Regions from separate parts of the Sus scrofa genome. Here region 2 is linked to region 1. Evidence: chromatin contacts called from public targeted proximity ligation data. All regions are on one chromosome and are shown on one strand. The core of a region is the stretch at or near the end of the contact, and the rest is flanking DNA. Distances in the headings are between cores, read along the strand shown. Region 1 overlaps ITPR2 (inositol 1,4,5-trisphosphate receptor type 2). Region 2 has its middle 96 kb from the start of SSPN.

Region 1 (2,642 bases), core at 90-2,589:
CCCCTTCCTCCCATTGAAAGTGAAGGGACTTAACCCTTCCCAAATACCTTCTATGTACAAGGCGCTGAAAACTCACATATTCTTTAATTGCTACCAATCCCATAGAACAGATATTGTCACCTTTTTTACACACAAGGGAACTGGGCTTCAGAAAGCTTAAAAATCTGCTTAAAGGCAGAGAGATTGTGAGTGTATGTATACTTGGGGCTTTTCTTCCCATTGCACTAAACTCTCTTTGCCACTCTGGCCAATATAAACACCACAAATGCAAAGGCAATTCAAGAATTACATCATCCAATTTCCCAAGAATGCCTCAAGCATATTAAATTAATATTCCAAATTACAAATAGGTGTGTTGAGAGTGGAAAAGCTGGGGGCAGGGGGGAGAGTAATATGCTACCAAATCCTGCCCTCTGATAGGGTCCTCCCTTTCACACCCAAACAGCTCAGCCATCTTACATTTTAAAAAAACTTTATAAAAATCATAATCACTTCGGATGGATCTATACATGTATGTGTAACTGGGTCTACATGCTGTACAGTAGAAAATTGACAGAACACTGTAAACTAGCTATAGCGAAAAAATAAATATAAATTTTTTTTAAATTGCTGAAAAGGTGAGGCTTATGTCATGCATATTTTAGCATAATAAAAACATCTACAGTAAAAAATAAAATAAAAAATACTTTATAAAAATCTAATAGGACTCTTCCACTCCTTTTATTACTGTTTCTCCCCTTTTGCAGCCATTATTATACTAAAACTCTGTCCACACTTCCTTCCACTTCCTGATCCTTCCTCCACCCCACTGCGTTCTAGTTTCCACTAAAAAACGCTCTCAGCGAAGTCACAGATAATCATGTTCTTGCCAAATGCTGTAAAGACATTTTGTTCTTGACCTTTTCGGGCACACTCCCTTCGTACTGAAACTCTATCTTCCCTTGCTTGGCATCTGTGACTCAGCCCATTTGACCTTCCAGCTGCTTCTCTCACTTCTCAGGCTGCCGGTCTTTCTAATTTTACTTAATTTTAAGAACATTAATTTCCAGTAGTCAACATGTCACTGGTGGTGACACTCCAGTGCCACTCTGGAGTGGTCCTCTTTGAACAGAAATTCCTTAGTACCCTGCTCTTTCTGTTAAAGATAAAACCCATTCTCCTTGGCTTAATATTTATGGTCTGAAAAAACCAGCAGCCCGACCTTTCTAGCTCCACTACTCCCCTCTCACCTTCAAGCATCACTTCCAAACTCACACACATCTTATGTGTGATAACACATGAATTAGCCACATGACACTAGTTTGTATGAGGCCACACAGCTCCTTGTCCTCATTGCCTGAACATACTTCACTTCTTCCCAATCTGCCTTACTCATCCATCAAGGAGATACCCTTCCCTATACCTTCATTGCATCCTCTTCCAAAGGTAGAATTTTCTACCATTCCCAAGAGAATTTTAATTCTAATTTCTAGTCTTTTATAGAATATCCAGTAGACTTCTAAGTCTTAATTCAGACAAGATTCTCTACCTTACTGCTTAATTTTTCAAAGAGCTACTTCTTCAAAGACGTCCCTTCAGAACATTCATGGTATAAACAGCCCATAAATTGCAAAGCTCTATTTCATTTCATTGAGTGGATTCACTAAAAATGAGTCAGATATTTTTAAAAGTAAGGACCATCTCTATTTATCATCTAATAAAATTAGTCATGCTGGCATCCCTTACCAGATGTTTACAATGATTACACATCATGCCAAGCACTTGACCTCATTTCATTCTCTTAATAGTCTTATTACACAAGCATTGTGATTATCTTCATTTTCCAGGGGGAGGAAATGGGAACTTAGTGAGATTAATTTGCCCAAGTATATAAATTTCAAATTTTTCTTCTTCCCATCCTCTAAGTTTATAGAAGACTGAATAGTTTCTTCGTATTCAATTTGTTCATTCAAAAATAGTCACCAAATGCTTTTTAAGTATTAGGCACTGTCCGAGGTGCTGGGGACACAGTGGTAATGTTACAAAAAACAAATAAAAAATAAAAAACCTGCCTTTGTGGAGTGTTCATTCTGACAGAGAACGTCAATAAAATAAAACACACAATAAGTGAGACAGTGGGAAGTACTATAAAGAAAATTATCACAGATTAACATAATGGAGAGGGTCATGGGGTTGAGTTCTATTTTAGGGTTAGCATGTTTATAGAAACTTTGTGTTTCCACAACCTTTTTCTCATCACTTCCCCACCCCCACTCCCTTACCCTCCCTCACATCCAAAACCAAAGGTAGATAAGTAATACCAAAAACTCTGAGACCAAAAATTCTGTTTTTTTCTGGGCACATATCTGGACAAAACTTTCATCGAAAAAAGATACATGCACCCCTATGTTCATTGCAGCACTATTCACAATAGCCAAGACATGGAAACAACCTAAATGTCCATTGACAGATGAACGAAGATGTGGTATATATACACAATGGAATACTACTCGGCGATGAAAAAGAATAAAATGCCACTTGCAGCAACATGGATGGAACTGAAGACTTTCACACTAGGTGAAATAAGTCAGAAAGAGAAAGACAAATACCATATGATATTTTCTTTCTCTAATCTAATATGTGACATAAATGAACCTCTCTAT
Region 2 (2,642 bases), core at 101-2,600, 450 kb before region 1:
TCCAAGAGCCTTTGTGGATGCCTGAGAACCGCATGAGGCTGGGAGGCGTCTGGGGAAGCAGGGGGCGGGGTGTGAGTTTTCCCTGGTGCTAAACTAACCCCATCTTGTTGCTTTTCTTACCCTCAGAGGCCTTGGTCCCTTTCTGCATAAGCCTGCTTAGGGCAGATGCTTTTAAAGTCATATTTGTCTCCAACCTGCTCCTGCTGCATTCTCTGCATTCTCTGCACCGTCTCTAGCACTTTCGGGGTGAGTTCTATACCTTCTCCACTGACTTCCTCACCAAAGGAATCCACACCTTCTAGTAGGAGGTAGCCACTTCCTGCCCCTTAGAAAAAAAAGACTCTGGCCAAGTCCCCTGGCCTCTTACTGCTTGTGAAGTTGTGGGAAGGCTTGGGCTCTGACTACAGGGAAATAGAGTAACTCAGCTATTTGGCTTTTTCCCATGAGACAGTCTCCAGTGGGGTTTGATCTGTTTCCTCCTCTCCTTTCTCTTTGCCACAGAATGGCTTGGTCAGGATGTTGGCCCTGGAAATTTATCACGTGCCAAGCCAAGAATGGAAGTGCCCCCTTTCCTGGGGGATTCTGATGCTTCCAGCATCACCTGAAGCAGACAGTGGCTTCTGTCTCCTCACTGTCTGAGGGGTTTTCTCCCTTCTCAACACCTTGAAAACCTTATAATCACTCTGCCCTTCCCTCTTTCACTCCAGCCTTCTCCCAGGGAAGGAAATGGAGCATTCTCTCATGTGATTGCTAGTCATGGATGTAACCCTGCAGTCAACGCTGGCCGACCAAAGCCTGCGTCTGCGCTGCCTGGTATCCTCCTCTCTCCGCCTGGTTGGGCATCACCACAGCAGGAGTCTGGAGCTGCTTCCCAGCTCCCAGCATGTGACCCACACGTGCCCAGAAGCATGAGACGCAACATTAACCTTTTAGGGGATTTTCCGGAGCAAAGGAGACAGTCCATGGAGTGTTATTTATGTCTCCTCATTCCTTCCTTTTTGGAAGTAGCTCTTTTGGAATGGACAGAATAAAACAGAAGTCAAAGAACCGTCTAGGCATCCTCTCCCAAGCTGTAATTAAGATGGAACCTCATTTGTCATCCTGAGCATCAGTGTAATCAAGCATATGACAGAGCAGGATTTTGGAACATTTTTATCAGTGTTGGAACCACAGCTCTTCCGTGGCCACATTTCCCTTCGTGTCTCAGATTTCAGAGCACATACTCACATTTCCCGCACAGACAGGCCATGCCTCTGCTCTTCTGCTTCGGCTGACCACTCTTCTCTGTAGCTGCATGCAAGGGGTAGGGGTGGACACATTCCAGCTCGCTGGGGTTTGGAACGGCACCTCTCATCCCCAGAGAAGGGATTCTCTGTGGGGGCTGAGCTGGCAGTGCTCAGGCTTGCCTTGCGGTCGGCACGTAGGCCATCAGAAATCATCCGGGTGTCAACCTGCCAAGTCGAGGCCGTCCTGGGGCCCAGGGATTTATTGCTCACAGAAGAAAGAAAAGAAGCCATTTCCCTAACACTGCTTTGCAGGCCACTGTCATGGAAAGGGACTCCTGATCAGTTCAGTATCTAATTTATCATGCCTGCCTCCCTCGCCAGCAGTTCAGGCCTGTCTGCTCCCAGGAACAGGTGCCAAATCGGAGTGTGGAATTTTCCCAGCAGGCCCCAGGGTGTGTTGCTGCCAAGGCAACTGTGGTAGGCTTGAGGAATAACGAGTGAACCACAAATCCAGAAAAGGAAGAGGAGACTGCCTTTTTGGCGTGGGCTGACTCAGGTACAGGCTGTCCCTTGAGGAAAGCTGTGGGTTTCGAAGACCTCCTCTCCCCCCAGTGCCAAGGCCGGACAAGGCCAGGGCAGGCCAGGCTGGGCCCCACAGAGCAGCTTCCCAGAACTGGGTTAATCAGACCAGGTGAGGACAGCGGAGAGTGGCTGCCTGCTAAGGCCACAGCAGGCTCTGCCCAGGAGGAGTAGCAGAAAGCAGTGGGTTGTCGGGGAAGGCCTGAGACCTATGTTCAGGGGAGAAAAGCAGCACTGCGTGAGCATCTGGAGGGAGGTCTGGAGTTAAATGGATGCCAGGGGAGAAGCAGAGCTGTGCACCACAGAGGGACAGACCTGGCCTTCAGGAGAGCAGGAACAAAGTCAGTGATATCCAGGGAGGTGAGGGAAGAAGTCCAAGCTGTATGAGCATAAACAGAGAAGCAAGTTCTTAGGGGCCAATCAGGAGCAAATGTGGATTGGCATCCTCTGATCGAGCATGCTTCTGCTCATCCCCGTGAGAACCATCTCTACCCCTGACCAACACGGCGTGTAGCACACCTAGATAGACAGGAGACTTGTGACCAGAGATGCTCACCTGCTTTCCCTTGTTCTGGGCCAGACTCCACAACCTTGGCTGCAATTCTGAGACCACATCCGAGGTCAGCGGGCATGAGTAACATGGCGTGATGGCTGCTGTGGGACCAGGAGGGGAGACTGAAGGCACACTGGCCAGGGCCATGGTTTTTGTTCTTCCTGAGGTTTTGCTTCATTAACTTTATGGAGACAACCAAATGTTTTGGGGCAGATGACTGAGCCCCTCATTTGAAATGAGAACCATAGCTTTACGTTTTACTTCACATGAATTTAAAACAAAAT

The links.
Region 2: a targeted proximity ligation map of skeletal muscle shows a contact between it and region 1, with 2.5 times the contacts expected there. A contact is called at or near these places in 2 of 2 datasets of targeted methods (alveolar macrophages and skeletal muscle).

The regions. Positions count from the first base shown.
Region 1 is chr5:47,058,223-47,060,864 of Sscrofa11.1, reverse strand. The region is part of intron 10 of ITPR2 (inositol 1,4,5-trisphosphate receptor type 2); the gene reads right to left. Among named protein-coding and RNA genes, the nearest start is that of ITPR2, 120 kb to the right of the region's middle.
Region 2 is chr5:47,512,434-47,515,075 of Sscrofa11.1, reverse strand. No RefSeq gene overlaps it. Among named protein-coding and RNA genes, the nearest start is that of SSPN, 96 kb to the left of the region's middle.